Regions from separate parts of the Anas platyrhynchos genome. Here region 1 is linked to region 2. Evidence: chromatin contacts called from public Hi-C data. All regions are on one chromosome and are shown on one strand. Each heading gives the region's core, a stretch centred on a gene start, on an enhancer-like site or on the middle of the called end of the contact. The rest is flanking DNA. Distances are from core to core; before and after follow the strand shown.

Evidence for each region. A called contact is a pair of places that touch in the nucleus more often than the background predicts.
Region 1: a contact with region 2 is called in a Hi-C map of skeletal muscle, with 1.8 times the contacts expected there. The contact joins two enhancer-like sites. A contact is called at or near these places in 3 of 8 Hi-C or Micro-C datasets (liver, skeletal muscle and subcutaneous adipose tissue).

The regions. Positions count from the first base shown.
Region 1 is chr1:132,027,781-132,033,510 of IASCAAS_PekinDuck_T2T, reverse strand. The region is part of intron 1 of LOC140000002 (a long non-coding RNA gene); the gene reads right to left. Among named protein-coding and RNA genes, the nearest start is that of TBL1X, 12 kb to the right of the region's middle. Within about 2 kb of position 3,395, at least 6 of the 8 cell types and tissues checked have an H3K27ac peak or open chromatin away from gene starts, as enhancers often do.
Region 2 is chr1:131,810,973-131,816,634 of IASCAAS_PekinDuck_T2T, reverse strand. It overlaps TBL1X (transducin beta like 1 X-linked), which reads left to right. Exons shown (of 17, transcript XM_072029631.1): 6 at 1,663-1,912. Among named protein-coding and RNA genes, the nearest start is that of GPR143, 62 kb to the right of the region's middle. Within about 2 kb of position 2,669, at least 2 of the 8 cell types and tissues checked have an H3K27ac peak or open chromatin away from gene starts, as enhancers often do.

The sequences.
Region 1 (5,730 bases), core at 2,146-4,645, 220 kb before region 2:
GTGAATATAAACAGAGGAGGAAGGAGAATACGGCTAGAGATGGGCTAGGGCAGCCTTAAAAATGAGGAACTACGTCAGAAGAAAGAGGTGGCAAGGTGGCCAAGAAACCTGATGATTCAGCACATCCCACCACAACTATCCAGAACGGAAGCTTACTTCATCATAACAAAACCCAATGGGAAAATAATAATTGCATTTCTTGGCTTCCCTTGCAATAAATGTCCATCAAGGGCACTATGGATTTTACGGTACAAAGCCCAGCCCAGGACCTGTATTCTCCCTGTGAATAACGCACTTCTCATTTGAAAGGAATTGAGATATGTATTGAGATATATTTAAAAGCAGTGATCTGAGAAGGTTTCTGTTTTCTTCTATCAGGCAGCTTCTGGTACCAAATGTGAAGCACTTGTTATGGTATAGCAAGAGAGTTCTTTACAGAACTGAACATGTTAACGCCTACGCCAGTACACACTGACACAGGCATGCACACAAACATAGTTTGATCCATAACTATGACTGATGCCGTTACACGCTTTTCTTCTTTCTCTTCCCGATAAGCTACTGAGAATACTTTATTTTACTGAAGCAGAGAAAGAACTTCTCCCTATTGCAGTGGCCTCCCCACTTTCTCCATCATACGTACAGTAACTACCCAGAAAGATCCTGGACAAATACTGAAGCTTATTTATAGTTTAGCTTAGACAAACAAGACGACTGCATATGCATTAGTGAGGCAAAGTGAGTAATAAAATCACAAACAAGGCAGGACAGAAAAATTGTATTTTGTTTAGCTGTACGATGAATTTTCAATAGCCCTTTAAAAAAAGTATTTTATGACTTTGGTTGAGATTGCAAGCATTAGTGCTGTTTGTAATGTGTCCAGTGATTCTGGTGGATCCTCGTCAAATTACAGCACGCTTTCCATTTGGATTTCCTCCATCATTAGGTCTTATTTTCCTGTCAGTTTGCCCATTTTATCATGAGCTTCTTTCAGACAACAGACTGGGCAACATACCTCCAGCAGTAAAAGAAATCAAACAGTCTATAAAAATAAAAATATGTTTCAACAATTTTTCCACAAAAGATGGTTTATCAGAGTGTATAATATGGATGATAGATTCATGTTGGCACTTCAGTTTTCCCAAACACACACAAAAAAGATTTGCTTTTCCTTATTTTCTTCTTTAAAAGGGTTGATACACTAGAAAGAATTATATTTTGGATTCCTGAAGTGTGCTAAACCAATCCAACAGGAGCTAACTTGCCAAATTCAACTGTGATGTGAATCGGGGTTAAAGGTACACAGCAAGTTTAGAAACGGGGGAAATATTAATGTTTTTCCACCAGTGCCACTCTAACAACTCAAAGCAAATTCTGAAAGCTTTTAAATCACACTGATAACTTCTCACAGGCTAAACTGCCCCTGTGTTAATTATGGATACGATTATTGTTTAAGTAAACATCAGTGTACAGCAAGCCTAAACTTTATAGTCCCCTTTATTTGCTTCTGCTAAAGGACGTCTCTCATCGTTCCAGGATCAGAGTCACTTCTTGCACTAATAAGAGCAATTTTCTGAGATTACTGGAATGGCATTAGATTAGGTCAGCAGTGAAATTGGCCCTCTGCATGTATCCTAATTTTACATCCCCATGAAATACCACATCACTCACATCAGCCTGACTTTTACCCTTGGAATTAGTTTCCCAGCACACTCTTGCGGCGCCACTTCACAACATCATTTACTTCACCCTATTGTCTGTCCCTGAATCTCCCGAGAGACTTGCCTGAATCTGCTGACTCCGGGCAGCATTTGCAAGACTTTGGCTTTTTAATTAATTAATTAATTAATTTGCTTAATTTAGTGAACATTTAAGAAAGTTTCAGGAAAGAGGTGATGCATTGGTACCATAAAGAAATTATATCCCTGTGTTGTTTTTTTGTTTTTGTTTTTTTTTGTTTGTTTGTTTGTTTTGTCGTTTTGTTTTGTTTTGTTTTGTTTTGTTTCTGAAGCCAAGAGGGAACTGCAGCCATATCACTTCATGGAAGGACACCCAGGAGTCAAGTCCAAAGATCCCAAAATATTTTTTGGGATCCGAAGATCCCAAAATAACCCATTACCGAAGATCCCCAAATATTCCAGGTGGGGCTGTCCCCTCGGGGATTTCCCCTGTGGTCAGCACACCACATGCTGCAGTACCTACACACCACTGCCATCTGAAATCGAAGGGTGTTCATGTGTTGCTTCCTGCACCTCAAATCCCGACTTCTAGAAAAATCTTCCCTTTTCCCCATCTCCTATGCCTCTCGAAAACACGGAGGCAAATACTCCAGCACTTAAGCAGAACACAAATGTAACCTATTGAATGTATAGCGCTCTTGGCCTCAAACTGTGCTCTTGGGACTGTGTTTTGAGGTCGATTATTGGGATGCAGGAAGAGCTGCCACATCCAGGCGTAGAAACACACGTTGCTTCTGGCTTGGTTTTGGACACCAGTACATAGGATTGACCATGCCGATGCTGTGCACTGACTGTGCGCTGACCGCCCGTCAGAGAGAATCATCTCAAACCTAACAGGGGATGCTGGGCTCGGGCCTGGCCCGGCCTGCAGCGACTACGTGGGCAAGAGACAACTCCTGTACCAGCCTGGCCCTGCTACTCCTGCCCTGGGGCTGACCGGCACTGACACGGGCACAAGGCGCCATGTGGAGACCTCAGTACCCAGCAGGGTGGCACGGGGCTCGGGGAGGGGTTTGGCCACCCACAGCCCCCTGGCCTCAGCCCCCGCTCGGTGGTGGCACGGTGTGGGCCTCCTGTGTGCCAGGGCAGGGCACGGGCAGACTGAGGGGAGCCGTGGCACACAGCAGGGCACACGGCATGGCGGGCACACAGCATGGCGGGCACACAGCGTGGAGGGCACACAACATGGCGGGCACCTCACTGGGCAGCGCAGCACACACCCTCCCTTCCCCAGATGGCTTTTTTTTTTTGAGGTGTTTTTATTGTTGTTGTTCACGTTTTTTGATGTTTTATTATTATTATTACCATTATCTTTATTATTATTATTATTACTGCTATCGCCGAGCAGCCCCACAGGGAATCGCCACATCCCCACGGCCGGCCACCAACCACCCCGTGCCCCTCCCCCCCGCCTTGCCGCTCCCCTCCCCTCCCCCTCCCCCCGAGCGGCGCGGCGGCCGCCCCTCCTCCCTCCCCTCCCCCTCCCTTCCCCTCCGCCCTTCCCCTCCCTCCCCTCCCCCTCCCCGCGCGGCCCCGCGGGGTCACGTGCCCCCTCCCCCTCTCCTCCCCCCCCCCGCCCTCCCCCTTCCCATCCCCCCGGCGGGGCGGGGGAGGGGCAGCGCAGCCGCTCTGCGCGGCGGGGTCAGCGGCGGGTACCGACAACCCTGTAAGAGGCGGGCACTGCCCGCACGGCCCCGGCGCCGCCTCCATTTTGTGTCCCCGGTGTCCCCAGCCCCCACCCCGCCCCCGGCCGCGGCTGGGCTGGGGGAGCGGGTTGGGGGGTCAAGGGAAAACATCCAAATGCTCAGCCTCACTCTGCAACGGGGGCAGCCTCAGGCATTTTGGGGAGGGGGCGACCATGCTTGGGTCCCCTCAGCAGTGTTACTGCAGGGCGCAGAAAAGCCCTGTGCAGCCCCACTGAGCTCCCCTGAAATCCATCAGTTGTCATCATTCAGTCATTTCTAACCCATAACGTTGACATCCCAAACCAACCAGATCAACAGTATGGGCCTGGCTCCTGGCTCTCTCTCTCTTTTTTTTTTTTTTTTTTTTTTAACACAAAATCCACCCCTGCGACTCCCATCTGGTGATGAAGTTAGTGCTGATTTACGCAAGGGTACCCGAGAGCTGATGCCTCCTCCCTGTGTATAAAATGGTGTTTGGGAATGAGTAGCTGCCTGGTAGGCATGGGCACTACAGCTCTCCCTGAAAGGCGTCTACGAGAGCGTGCTCTTGGCCCTGCACTGCTCACATTTCTGCACTGTAACCTGGCAATCTTCATAAAAGAAGGAGTCCTTTAGAATAAACGTGCTCACATGGCTGAAAATTCATCAGATTTATTTTTTCTTAATGAATGCTTTCACATTTCATATTTGTGAATGTTTTTGGGTTTTAAAACAATGGGCATTTTTTAGCAAACTTCAGTCCCTGCAGGCAGAAAACATAATTCTTCACGTGTTTCACCCAAATCTTTGTTCTTTTTCCCTTTTTGGTGAGAAATCCTGGGAGAGGACCCAAACATTTCCACAGCAGCTTTAAGAAAGCCGCTTGGCATCGCCTGCCCTTTCCAGTGGCCGGCCATCCATCCATCCATCCATCCATCCATCCATCCATCCATCCATCCATCCATCCAACCATCCACCCATCCATCCAACCATCCCCCTTTGTGCAGGCTTTCCACGTCAGGGCCATGCCACCACCGTGCCAGTCGGAACAACAGGGGGAGTGCTAGTGAAAGGGAAACCAGCTGAGCTGAGCATTGCTTCACCATCTCGTTTGTTTGGGTCAGGGCCTGATCTACCAGTTGTACTGGTTAGCGTATAAAAATAAATAAATAAATAAATAAATAACACCTTCAAACCATCCACCTTTGTGTGCAAAAGACACAGTTAAACCCTGGAGTCGGAATATGCTGGGAGGCAACCAGTCCTTCACGCTGAATGTGATGGGGGCATAGTGGCACTAAAAATTTCCTGCGTTGGCAGTGAGAGGAGTTCGTGCTGGCACTGCGAGCACGGTTGTGAAGGACTGCTGACACCAAGAAAAAGGTCCTTGTGATGTACGGGGCTGGTTGGAAGCACTGGGTGAGGGAATTGCTGCAAAAACAGAGTCAAGTAAGCAGAAACTGTGCTTAGATAATTAAAATGCTGATGAAACCAAGGATCTTTCAGCTAATAGTGAACATGCAGTAGAAAGGATTTCATTACATTTTAACTGTGTGGACCCCCCTAATGCCTGAGTGCAGATGCAGCACATGCAGATAGCATAAACTCATGGGTGTTTTTTTTTTTGTTTATTTTGTTTTGTTTTTTTTTGTAAAACTTGTTCTTAAAAAGAAATGGCATAGTTTGTTTATCAGTACTGGGAGATCCTGGAATTTCAGAACGCAGATATCCCGAATGAGTTTTTCAAAGTACGGATATGTGAATTGTTTTTTCTAGTTTTTGTTGTAACAGCCCATTAGAAAGTACTGATACATTTGTGCATAAAACAGATAAAATGTTCCCGCTACCAATTATGTTTCTGAGGGCAACTACAAAAGGGCAGGTAGGTTCATCCTGAGCAGGGAAGGTCAGAGCAGGCCTACCTGCGGCCCCCAGGTGCCTGTTTCTGTATGAAGCAGAAAGCCTGCTTGCTGGGGACCTGCTGGGGAAGCCACATGCTGCTGGCAGCAGCAGCAGAGCTGTAGGGACCCCCAGGGTAGCTTGAGACACCAAGGCCCTGGAGAGCAGTCCAAGGGTTGGGAGCAGAGCTGTGGCTCTGGGACGTGTGGACCCTGTGCTGATATGGGGGTATTTCCATCAGGAGGTGGTCAAATCCCAAACGAGTACCTCCATCAGCAAGCCTCATTGCTGGCCCTATTTACAGACCCAGATGCCAGTGCGTGCGGGCTGTTCCTTCATTGTTCTCAATCCTGAGGTTGAAAAGAGGTTTTGTCCTACTCAGAGCAAAAAGAATATAATAATTTTAACAGAAAAGGCAGTCATCTCTT
Region 2 (5,662 bases), core at 1,420-3,919:
AATAACAAAGCAGTGTGAGGAATCTGTCTCAATTTGCTACTACTTAACATTTTGCCCTGTGCCTGATATTAGAGCTACACAGTTAGAGGCTCACCAGGAAAATCACCTATTAGTTCAGGTTGTACAAAAGGTATAAGGCCCTACTCCTGTGAATTCAGCTTCAGAACTGGCCTCCATTGAGAGATCTAAAAATGCATTTGTTGTCACACTTATATTTATTTTGCTTTCGTAGGGGTTTGATTCTGTTCAAATTCATGGTTGTAAGTACCGTACAGCAAAACAAAAGCCGTTCTTTCTACAATCTGCATGCCAATTAAGGCTACAAATCTACTTCTATGTGTATATTCCTTAAGAGTGGCGAGTAATCAGTGAGTTTATAAATTATGTGTACAAAATTAAAGTATTGTTTGTGATTTGTGAAAGGACAGTTATGGAAATACTCCAGTGAGCAATTTTACAGTTAAAAATGTAAGATGCCAAAATTCATTGGCAAACATTTTTTTCCTCATAGTGTAGCAAGGACTTGAGCCAGGATTCAAATAAATGGCTATAGAGACATTTGCATAAAAAATGTTGAGGAGAAAGAGAACTTACATTTGTCTTCTCTAATGACTCTTTCCTCTTTTTTCCTCCCCATAAGGAAACAAATATGTGTTATTTTAACAATGTAATTGTAAGGGATAATTCAATGAGTAGTCCAACAGAAGCAGACTACTAAGCCAAACTGTTATTTTTCCTTATTAGTTATTGGTATCTCTTGAAAATGATTTTGTTTCCCAGCTGCCTCATCTGTCCATATCCAAACCTTATGTGCTGTTCCTAAAACCCAAATCTTTCACTGCTGAGTCTTGTTTATTTCAATTAGATGGAGTTTGCAGAAGGTCAGTAAAATGCCGCAGTATAGAGCCTTCTAAAACATTTTTCCCATAATTATGGTGACAGGAAAGTGAAAGCGAAGGAAATCTAAGTAGATATAGTAGTTGTTAACCCAAGCCTGCATTACATCTTTAACCCTTAAAGGTTAACTCAGTTGGTTGTTAAACCTGAAGCCTAATTTACAGAAATGAAAATGAGAGTTGTAACTACTGTTAATGGAACTGGGGAAAACCAAGAAAAACGATGGTAAATAAGTCCTGTACAGTCAGCTACAACTGGTGGTACTGGGCTGGTGAATGTGATATAAGAAACCAGTGAATTTGCACATACACTTGTTTTGCCTGAGACTTGTTATTCGTCTACTGCTTCCAGTCATATGTCCCTGCTAGTGCAGGAGGACAAACCATGAACCAAGGTCTGTCTCTGTCTGGCTTTGTAATGGCTTTAGCCATTGCTGGTTTTGTCAAAATACTAAAGAAAGAGACACCTTCTGTCACTGAGACAATTTATTTTCATAGCATAATATTTTTGCTTCTGTAAAGAGTTCAGATGCCTGACTCTTTCTGTACAGTTCCAATAACTTATCCCTTCACAGAGCAGATCTCTGAGTACCACCATGGTGCATTGAGAGAGGGCTGCTCTGTAGTGGTGTGGCGCAGTTGGTTAGGTCGAACCGCAGTGTCTTCTCCCAGCCTAGTTTTGCTCCTTTATAACATTGCCTCTTTGCCAACCTCAGTGGTGGGGATCCTAAACCTGCAATTTGACTTTGGCTCGTTTTCCCCGCAGGATGGTACAGTATTTGACGGCAGGCCAATAGAATCACTGTCTCTGATAGACGCGGTGATGCCTGATGTTGTACAGACCCGGCAGCAAGCATTCAGAGAGAAACTAGCTCAGCAACAAGCCAGTGCAGCGGCAGCAGCGGCAGCAACGGCAGCAACAGCGGGAGCAACGACGACTGCTGTTTCCCAGCAGAACACACCAAAGAACGGAGAAGCCACTGTGAATGGAGAGGAGAATGGGGCACATGCAATAAGTAAGCCAACCCCTGCAGCTGCTTTCCTCTGCTGGGGTAGATTTGATTTTGAATAACCGTCTTGTACTCAGTTGGGGTCTGTAAGGTGCTGGAACTCAGGGGAATTACTTCAGGAGGATGGGGTATTTCTGGAAAAGCTTCTGAGTAAACCTCACATTTCCTGTCACAATGCTGTGTTTTGCTGGTGTGCTCTCAGAATCCAAAATCCTCAGATACCTTCAGAAGTGCAAGTTGAATCCAGTGTCATCAAATGGAGTAGAGCTAGAGAGAGGTGGGTTGAGAGGCTGGGACCTACAAGCCATATTTGTGTAAATAAAGCAAGGCCAAAGCATAGCCTTGAGCACTAACTACCCTGTGATGATCCATAGCCTTGCTGTCATGGTCTTTGGCACAGATTGGCCTATCCTTTCTTATACAGCATGGCCAAAAACAGGGTAGAGGCTTGTATGAGCCAAGGACCACTCACAGCAGACAGTTTGGAAGCAGTCAACTTGCTTTTAAGGCACAGAGGAGAGACTTCCTTGCCTTTTTATTTCACAGCACATGCTTAGTCATCCAGTCTACTGCAGGAATCTAAGTGAAGGTTCTACCTTCCCTGGGCTTCCTTAGTCTATGGGAACAGTCAGTCCTCACAAGCTCTGAATTCACCTTTGTTTTACTGGTGACAGACTGAGCTCATGTCCTAGACATCTAACATTCGGCATATAAAACAAGGAGTGCACGTAGCTGTGGGTGTAGCTAAATCTCGATGGCTGTGCTAACATTGCGGAGCAGATGTGATTCATGGTTCTGGTTTCTGTGTGCAAGCCATATTAGGGCACTGGGTAACATCTGAAATGAAACCTCCATGCATGATTTCCTTCAGAAAAAATGCTAGAGGAACGTGCCTGGCAGGTTTTGTAGGAAACCCCAAGAGCTCTTTGGCTTAGACAAATAACAGGTCAAGACTGCTGTCACGTAACAGATTTTCTTTGTTCTGCAGTGTAGATGCCTTTATCAGTCTCTGTCTTCTCTTCGACCTGAATAGGTTCCTCTATGGGTCAGTGAGAAAAATGCTTTCAAACCAGGTTTTTCTTCAGAGAATTCCAGTTAGACAGGATGGTTTTCCTCAATAACACTGAAAGGATTTAAATTACATTTGCTTTTGAGAAAGCATTTTTTTAAGTTCTGAAAAATTCCAAAATGCCACCTGTTTTTAGACCGTGAAATGTTAACGTTTTACTTGAAGCTGATCCTTTGTTTTGAAACTGAACTTACTTCATATACAAAGGGGTACAAACAGAAATGAAAGTACTTTTAAATGTATCAAGTGCTGAAATTTGTTTTTGTTGACCCTTTCCTTCAGCCCACTGGTAAAAAATTTTCTGCCTTCTTCTGTCTTAGGACAGAAAACAAATTCTGAAGGCAGAAAACCAATTATCAGATCATCACAAATGCAGAACCTCTCAGACTTACTTCCTCTGATCTGAAGAAGCACACATGGTATTGTGTTAAAAAAAGGAGAGCCTTGCAGATCAGTTCAGATGTGTGACCGCGCTGTAAACCTCAGTCTCTCAGATCTGCCATGTTATTATTAGAAATAATCATTCTCACAGTGGTTTTTAATAGGAGTTTCACACACATTTGCAGACCTTTCTTGGAGTACCGAGGAGGAAAAGTCCCATATGACTTTGTATCATCTAAGAGCTCTGTCTGGAGCAGGATGCAAGAGCAGGACATGGGTGTTGTCCAGCAGTTTCACAGAGGCAGTATCTATGTCAAACAATGAGACAGGCTACCCGACTGCAAATTTCAAAGCACTGATGTGGCTATGGAGCCTGCCAGGCAGACAAGTTAACAGAGCAGTGGCAGTGGGAAGACAAAAGGCTCTTGAGGAGTAGCTGGCCAGGTGGCACGTCTTGTTGGCAGCTGCTGTTGTGCCACCTGGTCATCGTGGGCAAAGAGGTGAGGTCTGCAGTTTATGGAGAAGGAGGCTTTGGAGAGAAACTGCTGAGAAATCCAGGGACAGCTGACTCTCTGATCTGTGTCTCCCTTGCCTTGGGAGGACCGTAACCTCTCTGTCTGAGTCACTCAGAGGATGTCGGCAAGGTCGTGTAGCACAGCTGCAGGCTGAGAATTATGCATGTGAGATGCGTACAGAGCTGCACAACTAACATTCTCACCTTTGAGCAGACCTGTGCAAACTGCAAGAGATCTTCCTCAGTAATGATCAGAAACCACTAGAAATAAGGACTAGCAGATAGCAGATCTAGCTGGCATAGATCTGTTTATTGCATAGGTCTGGTTAGTGATCTTATGCTTACATTTCCTTCCTTTATGGTAAAGTTAAAAAAAAATATGTTATGATTTAACAAAAAGGCAATGCCCGTCCATTTTATTGTTTACACGTGGCAAACTGTATATCCAGCCTTACCGTCTGCCTTATCACTGTGTCTAGAAAGTCTGTTCAGTTTGGGATGTACTAAGAAGAACGATCTGGCAAGACATTAGGAGAAAAGGTTTAGGATAGGTTCAGAAGAAGGTTAAGATGGGACATAAGATGGGTAAGGTGGAAGCTGAGAAACCTGGGTAGGAAAGACTGCTGATATGAAAGAGGTGAGAGTCTTAGCAAACCTTAATTTCCACTGTTGCTGGATTCCACAGGACTGGTATATACTGGGATGGGCTTGGGGAGTGTGCTGGTCCTCAGGCATAGTCTGGAAGTCACCCATGTCAATCTGTCATAAAAAGGTGGGGTGGGGAGCAGGTGGAGGAGCTATCTGGAAGTTACATTTTTTGCATTTATTCTGACACGGAGTTCTCCTTGACGCTACAAGTTTCCCAAAAAAGCATTACTATATTTAATATAGTATAATATGATATATTTTTATGTATTACAAGTAATGTGATAGGTTCATTTGATTTAAGAAAGGGAGAGACAGGAAAAATCTTATACTAACAACACTTTGAGATGCAGATTTAAAAAAAAAAAAAAAAACAGATAAAATTGCTACCCTCTCATGCTGCTTCCTGAATAATGTTTTCAGTTTTGAGTCACTTTAAAAATTAGTTTAAAAAAAAAGAGGCATTTAGAAATGGAGCCAACCTTTGGATTGTTTTCCAACTCAAATATTTTTTACTGTCGTTTGTTTCATTATATTTGCAAGGATTGGCTTGGGTTTAAGAAAAATAAAGCTCTGGAAAAAAGACTGAACCCAGTTCCTTTATTGTAACTACAGCCATAAAGAACAACTTCAATGAATGGCCTGTCAAAGATTTAAGTCAAAAAACATTTCCTGAGAAAAGTCAGGGTTAGCACTGGTAAGATCTTAAAAATACATATTATTTTTTTCATTTGCTGGAAAAAAAAAGAGAGAGTTGGAATTACTCATTAGTGTGTTAAAATTATATTTAAAAAAGAAAAAGATCATAACTTTGGGGGAGGGGGAATATAACTTTTAATTTCCAGTGGTTTTATATTTTTAATATGTTTGAGGAAAAGCATAAGAATATAATGAAGTCTTAGCCAAAGATCCCCTGGCCTTTAGAAAATAGTTTGTATTAACATTTAAGCACCATTCTCCAATATGTGACCCACAGGCTATGCTTTTCACCTGTGAAGATCCATTGCACTTGGTACAACTTCATCATACCAGTTTTGTATTGCCAGTGTCTTACAAATCTGAAAAGAGCCGAAAGCAGTTATCACAGAAATAAGAAGCATCCTGTTTATTCAATGTGGTATTTTAAATTCTGTGCTTAAGACTAGCC